Regions from separate parts of the Mus musculus genome. Here region 1 is linked to region 2. The links are chromatin contacts, called in public promoter capture Hi-C maps. All regions are on one chromosome and are shown on one strand. The core of a region is the stretch at or near the end of the contact, and the rest is flanking DNA. Distances in the headings are between cores, read along the strand shown. Region 1 has its middle 18 kb from the start of Amtn. Region 2 holds the start of Csn3 (casein kappa).

Region 1 (6,047 bases), core at 906-3,405, 470 kb before region 2:
TAAATCTTTCTAGAACTGAAACCAAAAGTGGACAGAAGTGCTATTCGGAATGAAGAGAGACCATTGAGGCTGACCGTTATTTAGAGTGCTGGATATCTGAACCTTCCCTCACAGTCCTACCTAACTCCCAGCTCTCCTCTCACTTGATGCTTTTTGTGTTTATCATTTTGCACATGCTATGGATAGGTTTACTCATCTGGGAAACTCGCAATTTCTATACAAGTTTCCTTGATTATAGTTGGTTGTCCTCTAACTGACAACACAGACAAGGCCATCTCAGCATTAGATAGTGCCTAGTGGAAGAAACAGGACTCTCCCATGCTGCTGTGTTTCATGTCCTGTAAGGTGGTGTAGGACATTTGGGTCATAGGGTGTGAAAAGCATAATAGTAGTGACAAATAAAAAAAAAACTTTTGTTTTGTAGAAAAAGGGACACCTTTTTCTCATAGAATAATTTCAACATGTAAATATGGAGTGGATGAGATCAATAGGAAATCACCCTTAGAATATTACAAATCTTAGAAATTTTCAAGATCCATGGCTGAGTCCCAAGTTGTCAAAATTTAATGGATAAACAAGATATTTGCATATCTTAATATTATCACCCCAGATATTTATTCCAAAGGAAAAATAGCAAATATATATAAGAGAAGATTCTGTACCACCATATGGATTTCCCCTGTACTCAAGTGATTATTTCCTTAGCTGTAACAACGTTTTTAAGTTATGAGGTCCCACTTGTTGGTTGTTGGACTTAATTCCAGGGCAAATGGAGTCTTCTTCAGAAAGTACTCAAAGAGAAAATTTAAATAATAAAAAAGATAGGGTAGAAAATGGTTGAAAATGATTCACATCCTTTATCTCTGGCTTACACACACACACACACACACACACACACACACACACACACACACATATACATACACACATACACACAGATACACACACATACATACACATACATACACACATATACACATGCACACACATACACACATATACACACATACATACATACACACATATACATATACACATGCACACACACATACACACATACACATATATATACACACACACATATACACACACATACATACACACATATACATATACACATGCACACACACATACACACATGGATATGCACACATATATGTGCACACAATGGACAAGGAAAAGAGAAAGGCTCTCATTTAAATAAAACATGGGATCCAGACAGAATCAGGTTAAGAGAGTGGTAGGAAACTGGTAAAACCCAGTCAAAACTTGTAGATTAGATACTAATGTTAGTTTCTTTTTATTTAAAGAAAAGATTTTTATTAATTTTTATTAACAGTGTGCATGTGCACACATGCAGTACTATTTGTGATGTAATGAATTATAATGGTCAATGCTATTGCATTCCTAATGTGTGTTAGAGAGGGTGGCAAGTAGTCTACAAATAACTAATACCGAGATTCCTTACAGTTTTGTCAGAGAGTTGATGTAGACATAAAATTCACATCTGGCTGTATGTGATCATGGGGAAAGAGGGCAGGATAAAGGCTCCTGATGGCTGTACATCTTGGGGTCATGAACTGTGCTAGAATAGTTAACACAAATAATGAATTACAGAAAAGAGGAGTATGAGGGAGACCATTTCATTTCTCAGCGTGTCATGTGTGTCCACAGTGTCTTCTTTGGCTTATTTTTAAACACATAGAATAATTTATTGAAATGTAAGAACATGTTAAATGTGCTTAGTGTTATAAATGGTTAAAGAGATTTGATCAGATATGTGGTGATGTTCAGCAGGTGAGCGAAGCTTCCCTGAGCATGTTTCTGCAGACTGAATAACCAGTTTCAGATGGTCTGGCGAGACATTCCTTTGAAAAGCAAATGAGGCACAGTTAGAGTGTGTGGGGCAGACAGGGTGTGGACTTGGAAAAATGATTGGTAATTAACTAGGTAAAGCCTGCTGACACAAAGTCTGATCTGATGATAGTGATAAAGTGTGTTGGTACTCATTATAGTAAATGGGATTTCCTTGGTGGACACTCCACCAGTGGAAGTGGGTGAGAAGAGACTGCATTATTAAATAGTCTCATAGCTAACTGCTTGAGCATACACATTGCTCACAGAACACACAAAACTCCCACAAGGAGCCCTGAGGGCATGGCTGAAGTAATTTGGCCTCATAGATTCCACTCACCGTCAAGCATCAGTCCGTTCATCATCAAGACAAGGGTGTTTGTCTAAAAATCTTACTTCACACTGGTAGGAGGAAGTATGTTCCCTCTGGGATAAAATCTTCTTCATGTTTGCTAAGTTCCTTTACCTTAGACACTGGCTCAGGCCTGTTGTTTCTGTCTGATATCCATGGGAGAGGGCTAACTATCCTGTGAGGGGAGGGAGGGCTTAGAGTTGGTTAGAGCTTTCACACCACTCAGGTGGACGTCATTCTGAAAAACTAGCATGGTCTTTTCTTACCAAACACACTGCCTGTTTCCCCTACTTATGCTGGAGCAGCAGAGAAAGACAAAGGGAAAAAAATCAAATCCTCGCACCAATACCAGTTTTGGAGTAGGGAGAAGAAAATCAAACCAAAAACCAAAACCAAAGTAACACGAAATTCCAACTTTACTTCTTATTTGGATTTGTCCACACAGGTAATGATTTCTCATACCATTTTTTTTTAAAAAAAGCTATGTCAGGAAATTGGTGAATAATTGTGGCTAATCAATAAAGTATTTCAAAGGTGTTTCAGAATGAAATTACCAAAGTAGTTTGAGAAAGTAGTCATCCAATGTTATATGGTAGTAACATTTAAGTGGTAAAGTTTGGGACACTAGTTCTATTTCTTGTACTTTTAAATGCTGATTTTTATTTACTTTTCTTTTAGGAAATAGTCATGATAATTAGTAACTCTAAGATGGCTCAGCATTTATTATGCTGTAGCTGCTTAGAAACTATTGCAGGCTCTCTTATGGATTGTGGAGATGTTAGTGAAAAGATGTTAACCTTTGGAAACAGGCAAAGCACACATGCCTTTAACCCAGCCCTCAGGAGGCAGAGGCAGCCGAGCTCCAGGTCTAGGGAGAAACTCCGTCTCGGGATAATGTGGAGAGTACAGGGCAGGACACCTGTTGTCCTTCTCTGATGCCTTGTGCAAACATGTGAACAGGCACCTCACGTACATGAACACAAGCAAAAGAATCAAGAGAGACTCAGAGGGTTAGGTAATAGTGCATACTCTTTGTAGCAGTGCTGTAATATTTTAGTTTTTAAATGAAAACTTTCACTCATATGCAGAGTGTAATAGTTATTTCTCTCATTGCCACAGCAGAATACCCACAGGAGCAATTGGCGGTGAACATTTATTTTGCTCTTGGCTTGGGGAGATACAGCCTCTCATGGCTGCTGACATGGAAGCTTGTAGCTGATCACACTGATGTTGATTAGGAAACAGGGTTAGATTGGCAGCAGACATGGTCCAGAATTCTCAGGGCCGACCCACAGGGCCTGACATTTTCCATAGGTCTCATGTCTAGAAGGTTCCACAAACTTCCCAAAACATCATCACCAGTTGGGGCCCAGGAGTTCACATATGAGTGTAAGTGGGGACAGTCCACACTTAACCATGATTAGAAGAATGGCTAGAATATTTTGGAATTTAGTGTGCACGCACATATGAGCACATACAGTGCACACTGCATTTACATGGTTTTCACATGCAATTATTTTTTATTACATTTTGTTGGTTGTATGAGTGTACATGTGTGGCTTCCCACATGCCCTGGCACATGTGTGGAAATCAGAGAAGAATTTGCAGGAGTCTGATTTTCCTTCTAACGTGTAGAGCCCAGGGATTAACATTGAACCACCTTACCAGCCCCTTTCAACTTTTATCTTTTTATTCAGGATAGGAGGGGACTGTTAATACTTAATTTCTGATTAGTCTCTGTCTTTATGAAAGAATCACTTCTTATCTGTTATAGGGTGGAATCAAGCACCATGTGCGGGCGTTCTTTATCAGAATCAGCCAAGTCCCAGATGGAGCAATAGGAGCTGAATTTCAGAGAGCAATCAGATATTGGGACCAGCAACCTCAGTGAGCATCCTATACCCACTCTATCAATAATAGGCAAAATTCCATATGAAATATAGACTAGTAATAGTGTTTTTCTTTAAACAACTGAGACTACATTCAAGGAATTGAAAACAAATCTTGTAAAATCCGCTTGTGAGTATAAGCTATGAAATTTGGGATAACACATTTCAATTGGAGCAACATAAAAATTTTAGAAGCAAAACTGGTAATAAAATGATGAGGAAATATAGGAGTAATGGCTAAGTACAACGTCTCCCTGACATGGCTCCTGCCCTGCTAGGGCGATCTCACGTCAAATCTGTAGTGGTTCCTCAAGAATGAACCTGCGCTTTGATGGACTTCTGTGACTTCTCTTCCCTGGCTGATGAGGTTCTTCAGACCCCAAAGCTCCTCACCTGGATACTGTTTCCTTGTTTCTAATTGTTTTTACGTGTGACACGTGTCATATACTCTTTTACTTTGCTGGGGCCCTGACTTCTCTCATGTCAGCCTCGACAATCTTCCATCATGATTACTTCAGTCCATGCTTGCTTTAAGTCAATTTGGGACTTAACTCTTTGCCAGGACTATTTGTCTCAGGATTGGGACTTCTTAATTCTTTTTATTTTAAAAAAATTTTATTAGGTATTTTCCTCATTTACATTTCCAATGCTATCCCAAAAGTCCCCCATACCCTCCCCCCTACTCCCCTACCCACCTACTCCCACTTCTTGACCCTGGCATTCCCTGTACTGAGGTATATAACGTTTGTACTACCAATGGGCCTCTCTTCCCACTGATGGCCGACTAGGTCATCTTTTGTTTCATATGCAGCTAGAGACACGAGCTCTGGGGTACTGGTTAGTTCATAATGTTGTTCCACCTATAGGGTTGCAGACCACTTCAGCTCTTTGGGTACTTTCTCTAGCTCCTCCATTGGAGGCCCTGTGATCCATCCAATAGCTGACTGTGAGCATCCACTTCTGTGTTTGCTAGACCCTGGCATAGTCTCACAAGAGACAGCTATATCAGGGTCCTTTCAGCAAAATCTTGCTAGTGTATGCAATGGTGTCAGCATACTACCGGACTTCTTAATTCTGGGCTCTACTTTGTGAACCACATATTGTTTTACTGCCTCAGAACCACTAGGGGGAGGAGATTTCTAGCAAATCATAGCAATTTGCAAATGTGAGGTGATTATTTTAAAATACTAACCATTTGTGAGTTTTTGGTATGTGTTTTGAAAAAATTAGAAGATGTTTAGAAAAATGGAAGGGAAAGTGTAGAGATTTTTCAGTTACCTTTCTTTTTCTGTTTCCAACGTAGTTAATTTCTTGTATTATTGTGGTTCATTTGATGCGTTAGATGATCTAATATTAATAAATCACTATTGTCTGGGTTGCATATTTTATATTAAGGTTCACACCTTGTGTTGTGTATTATATATATTGTTTCAGATTGATGTAAAGAATGTTTTACTGGGGTTCTAAATAAGATGACATCGAATCTGTGGATCAAGTTGGGAAAACTGCTATCTTGACAACGGTGAGTTCTACCACATATGTCATTGGTGACTTGTGACTTTTTAAAATTTCTTCTCTTAAAGTTTTGTAGTTTTCTCAAGCATTTCTCAACCTGTCGTTATTCTTTCCTTAAGTTTAGAGCTGTGCTGCCTTATATAGGATAGCCTGTCTGCATGTTCCTGTTAAGAACTTGAAATGTGACTTAAGTGGAGACAACTATTAGATTTCAAGATTTAGTAGCAGAAAAGACGCAAATGTGCCATCAGTAATGTTATTTTATGTATTATATTTTAATTGTCTTAAATAAGAATATTATTAGTTTAATTTAATCTACTTGTTTTTGCCTTTTTCATGTGGCTACTAGGAATCATTTATTTATTTATTTATTTATTTATTTATTTATTTATTTATTTATTTTTATTAGGTATTTTCTTCATTTACATTTCCAATGC
Region 2 (6,001 bases), core at 1,924-4,423:
AGAGAACACACTACTCTCTAGATTGACTCCTTTTTTAAATTTATGTTTTATTTTGCTGCTGAGAGAGGAAGTTCCTGGAATTTCAGAATGAGCATGAAAACAAAGCATACAAAAAGCCTGAAGGACAATGAATACTAGCTTAAAAGAGGCAGAGTCTTTCACATGTTTAACTTTTAAACATAAAATATAATTCTGGAACTAATTATGGACATAGGACTATCTATGGACATGAATACCTGGGAACCTGGTAAGGAGTTGGCTAGCCCACACAGGATGAAAAGTGTCACAAAAGATAGGGATTTGAATACTAAAAAAGCCAACAGGTCTCTTAAACTTGTTGAAATGTTTAAATATTTATTTAGCTTTAAGACAAGAGGCCTTTTGATATAATTGAGTTTTTCCGAATATTGTGGTTGGAGTTCATGTCTCTAACAGAGACAATATCAACTTACGTTTGAATCTGGGTTTTGTATCTCTGCAGCCTAAGGAGTTATGGAAAAAGAAATCATGAGAAACATTTAAATAATTATTTAAAGTCTTTAAATATTTAATTCCTTAAGGAAACAGGAGCACAGGCGTAATAGAAATTTCATCAGAAGGATTTCTGATCTTAGACTAGGATTCCTATACTTAATGTTTATGAATTGTATTTACAGTATTTTCTTTCTTCTTTTATTATTACTTTTATGTTTTTTTACAGTCTAGTTGTTGCCCGCCTCCTGGTCTACCCTCCCATAGTTCCTCATCCCATTCCTCCTCCCCACTGTCTCCAAGAGGAAGGCCCCACCCCTGCCAGGTCTCCTAATTCCCTGGGGCCTTAAGTATCTCCAGGGTTCGGTGCATCTTCTCTCACTGATGCCAGATCAGGCTGAATTTTGTAACTTAAAAATAAATTCCTAGAGTATAGGAATTTGAAAGGCTTTCTCTGTGTGATAAAGTATGTATTATGCTAACTAAATGAATATCTAAAAAAGATTATTTATTCTTATAAGTAGTCAAACTAGTAACCAGCTGTGGTGCTCCTTGAACAACCTGTATTTTGATATACATATAACTAGAATTCTTAAATAAAATGTATTTAACATCTTACCAATACAATTTAAATGAAATTGACTCACCAAAAAGGGCAGAGTTAATGCCAGAATATTCACAACTACGATAAAATTCCTCATCATTGCACCTAAAAATAAAATTTAAAATTATATGAAGAACACCTAAAATAAATTAAAAAATTAAATTAAGATTCTTTGGTTAACAAGTTAGAAGTGATTGCATATAATGTTTTCCTTGGGAGAGGTGGGGGAAACTGAATTTATCTGCAGATTTAGCCAGTGCAGTAAATCTCTTTTCTCAAAATAAAAGAAACACTGAACTTGAAGTAAAAATTAGTTTAAAGTTAATTTTTGACTATGAAAGTATCACTAAGACATAATCATCTATTCATTTGATCCAATCTACTGGGATTAAGAGCTTTGCCAAATGCTGAGAATATGGGGGTGCAGCCAGGGCTTGGCAGCAAACTGCAGGGGCTTCTGGATAAGGGATTTGTAATCTGCACCAAGCTAGAGAACATCATAGATGTTCTAACTGATGTGCTGTCTGAGGGAGAGAAAATTAGCAAGTTTAGAACCCAAAATGTAAAGATTTTGGTGTTCTGTGCTACAGACCAAGGCGTGGCTCCATGAACTGAAAATCACGCAGTGTGAGAAGACAAGGGTTTGAACCCGGAATCTCCTGTGACAGTGTAACAATTGGGAAATAATTTCCTCCTTCTAGGCTTTACATTTGTTACAGGACCTCAAACTGGGTCATGTCTGTGGCCCTTAATCAATATATCACAGGAACTCATTGGAGGCAATGTTTGTCACAATGTAAGTTTACTTTTCCAGTAATATACATGATATGACTGATTTCGCTGCTTTAATGCAGTATAGACATGGCAATTTAAACATATTTGAGCAAGTTAAACACACCAGCTAGTCTTTTCCTAACAAAGTCCTCTCCTCATTTAATTTTAATAGTTCTTAGGTAATAACACAACACTTAAAACTTCTAATATGTTAGCATATATTGTATTTGTGGTGAGAATACTGTATTTTACTGAAGCTATTGTTTCTGATACACTTGTGTAAACATGAGCTATGGAAAAATAAGCTTTATAAGTATCACAGAATCAACACCTATATGACCCTACCCTGCAGGAGGAAAAAGGAAAGAATATCAAGCCCATTTATCTTTCCTGATGTGAGTCTCTGATGATGAGAAAGGCTGTTTGCTAAACTGACTCCAGAACCACCTCTTAAAAAAAAATCACTGAATTTCTAATACCTCATGTGTAATCAAGTTTGTAAAACCTATGCAAAATATTTTCTTGAGAGGATAGAATTCCTTGTTAAATCCATTATTTTCTAATTACCTTTTCAAATCATTACCTGAAAAATAATATTTCTTTGTTTTAATCACAGACTCCTCTTCAATAATTAAAGAATATATTTTAATATTTATTTTATTTTTACATTAACACTTCATTATAGATATCACATTGCATAATATATAACACATATAAACATATGTAACATTATATATATTAACATTAAATGATAAGAACTCCTTTTCAGTAGAAAGCTAAGATTTTACTTTATAGCAGATACATAGTGGTATATGCTTGTGTTTGTTGCTGTCACTTTCTAAGGAGACATGATTTTTGAAAATATGAATTAAATTAGCTTTGAAAGGCATGTTATAATATAATATAATAAGATATGATATGATATGTAATTACACTATAATAAAAGGAATTATGAGTTTTAGGTAGAGATAAGATTTGAAGATAATTATTGGACTATTTTGAGTATTATAGTTCTATCTTTCTGAAAAATTAACCCTCTCTTTTTATAGCAGTAGTAGGCTTACTATAAATATTATAGTTAACAATGTCTCATATAATTTGACAGTATCAAACCTAGACTTTAAGACAAAGCATAGTTAAAGGAAATGTGATTCCAAAATAACCTTGATGGTTTCCGAAGTAGCTACTCTACATCATCACTGCCCTGGGCAGATGGTTAGTTACCTTTATTTGGAGTCAATTCTTGCTTGGCAGTAGGGTTTGCCCGGCCTCTTAGCTGCAGAGAAGACCCAAGATAAATAACGGAGACTAATTACAGGGTATTAGTACCGGTAGTCAGATCTCATTTCCCTCCTACTTTTCACCCAATAGGATGATGACAGAAAGGCAAGATTTGAGGTCACCAGGGTCACCTGCAGGTCAGTCTTAGTCAGCACACAGCAGGCCGGAAACAGATGTGAGTCATAAGCATGCAGGGAAAACAACCAAACTCCTTAAAGAATGAATGTCCTGTGCTTTCTAAAAATATAGGAAAATGTATACAAATGTACTAATTGCATTCTTAACCTCTATCATTTCATCTAGTTGAAACTAAAGTTATTGCTAAAATAAAATTAAAACCCAATAGCCACAATTATTTTTCACATTTTAAGTGTTTTTACTTGAAGAACTATGTCTTCAAGGGACTTTATATTTAGTATGGTCCATGTTGGTCATTGTTCTTCCAAATGTACAACTACTTATTTTAAAAATAAAAATCAGCAGTCTTAATTATGTGTGCGTTTTGTAAGTTAAATTCATGCATGAAACATTTTCTTTGCTGTGAAGGCTGAGCATTTGCGTTTTTGCTTCAGCGTGTATTCCTCAATTGTTCAAACATTGAACACATGCTGTTTTAATGAACCCCTAAAGTGTCCCATTTTGGATGCCCAATATTAAGTAACTGAGTTAGGAATCATTGTTCTATTTTAGAGTCAGATCATTCTGATTTAGCGCATGGATTGCAAAACTGCCAATGCTGTAAAAATTTTAGTAAAATGAAGCCAAACATGTATTTTGCCTAAATGATATCCTGCTTTACCTGTCCCTCCCCCCACCCCAGGGTAATGCTAACAATGACTTTGCTTTGTGAAAACCTCATCAGAGGTATTTACTGGAATCCCTGCAGAGCAGCCAGAATGCAGAGCAGAAATAATGTCAGCATTGTATAATTTTTATGTATTCCTGCCTGTTTCTGGGAACCATTACACGTCTTAGAAAGCAGGGAACATTGTTCTGAATCCTGAGAATACTTGTGCAGCTTCTCCACAATAAGCCCTGGCTTTCTATTTCTTAGAAGTTTGCTTCTCTCGTTCTTTCTCTGACACACACAATATACAAGCAGCCTGTGTATGGAGACTGTCAGGTCATCCTATTGCCTCAAGGGCCTAGGAATAAAGGTGGACATTTATGGTCTGGTTATGGTTCATCAGACTCTGAAGATGCTTTATTCCATTCCAGTCCTTTCTCAATCATCAATTAAGAATACATGCTTTAAGCTGTTTTATTATTTGATTAAAAAATAACCAAAAAAGACTCAAATGTATCTAAAAATATATATATATATATGTGTGTGTGTATATATATATTTATACACATACATATATAATTTCAGAAGGGGAATATGTGTCCAGAATAGCTGAGTGAATTCTGGGACCCCTTCTCTTCAGAAAAGCATTTCTGGCGTGGGTCAACCACTCACTCACTTCAAAGGGAGGGGCTTGCAAAGCTACACTGTATCCTCTGACCCACTCGGATTATTCACATCGTGTTCCAGGCATTTTGAATAAAAAAGTGAACTAAAACACATCCAGTCACTTCTACCACGACACAGTGCACAGTCAAGTCCAACACTTACTCAAATGCTATTGGCATGGGACATTCTAGTCTAAGGCAGTCTAAGTCTGAGTAGCTTTGAGCGGTCATTGCTGAGGTTTTGAGTTGAATTAAGTAAACTCAAACATGTAGCTATCTTGATGTTCTGTCGTTCTTCAAAGGAGAGCAAAAGGGATCTACAACTCTCACACCTTTAGATCTCTAAGGAGAATAATATGCTGCTGAATAAGACCCAGGCTGTAGATATTTAGTAGTCTGAAACAGATTCACCACCTTTGGTTTTCTGAATGCAAAGCAACCTCATACTATGAGAGGAGAGACAGGAAGCGTCTAAGTCTGCTCCCAGCACTCTTTCCTATGGGTCCTAAGAGTGTATATCCATATAATTGTTCAATTAGAGGGGCTGAGAGGAGGTTGCTATGACGATACTATTTCAAGCAATGTGAAAACAATTTAAGTAAGTGGGAAGATAATTATTTACGTATGGTTACTCTTGTTGCTAACACCTTGCTTATATTTTGTTCTTTTAAACCTCTGATAACCATTATAACTATTATTTCTTTGCTGATATTCATATAAGTGTAGCTTTCTTTCCTGACTTTCAATTTGACTTCTTGGTTACCTCATTAGTGCTATAAAGATCTCAATAAACTATTGTGTTCTCAGAGGACAATGTTTCTGACAGCAGTTTCAGTGCAAAGAGCTCTTTCAGTTTCCTATTATACATAGTTCTTACCGGAATGATGGGCATTTTAGTATAAAAATCTGTATGAGATCTTAGCTGTAAATAATAATCATAAAAACCTACAACAATATTCTCATAGAAATTGCATTTTGTAAAGGTTAGGTATAATATCAAGTTTTCTCTCTTGCAGTTGATTGACTTAAATCAACAGCTAGCACATGCATAGTTCTTATTAAAAGGAGACACTAGGGAAAATAACACAAAGCCAGACTATCTGATTGTATAGAATGTGTAGAGCAGGGTTTCTAAACCTGGGAGTCACGAGTTCCCCAACTTTTTCACCGGGACCACATATCATATGACCTGCATATCAAATATTTACATTATGGTTCATAAAATTAGCAAAATGACAGCTATGAAGTAGCAAGGAAAAGAGTTTTATGGTTGGGGGTGGGGTTACCACAACACGATGAACTGCATTAAAGCGTTGCAGCACTTGCAAGATTTAGAACCACTGGTCTAGACAGAATCTTCAGAGACTGGGAGGAGATACTCCAAGTCTCCTGGTGCTCAGAGTGAACATGATTTTTACC

What was found. Promoter capture Hi-C pulls out the DNA fragments that hold promoters and counts their contacts.
Region 1: a contact with region 2 is called in a promoter capture Hi-C map of second pharyngeal arch cranial neural crest. The contact joins the enhancer-like site here to the promoter of Csn3 in region 2. A contact is called at or near these places in 11 of 39 promoter capture datasets (the HPC-7 cell line, HPC-7-derived erythroid cells, cranial neural crest and 4 more) and 1 of 115 datasets of contacts at active chromatin or transcription factors (embryonic stem cells).

Annotation. Positions count from the first base shown.
Region 1 is chr5:88,391,334-88,397,380 of GRCm38.p6, reverse strand. No RefSeq gene overlaps it. Among named protein-coding and RNA genes, the nearest start is that of Amtn, 18 kb to the right of the region's middle. Within about 2 kb of position 2,155, at least 3 of the 459 cell types and tissues checked have an H3K27ac peak or open chromatin away from gene starts, as enhancers often do. A contact at or near this core is called in second pharyngeal arch cranial neural crest, where this site is marked.
Region 2 is chr5:87,922,751-87,928,751 of GRCm38.p6, reverse strand. Csn3 (casein kappa) reads right to left here and starts at 3,173. Exons shown (of 5, transcript NM_001356570.1): 1 at 3,074-3,173; 2 at 1,119-1,180; 3 at 453-482. The coding sequence starts at 1,175. The region is part of intron 2 of 1700066N21Rik (RIKEN cDNA 1700066N21 gene); the gene reads left to right.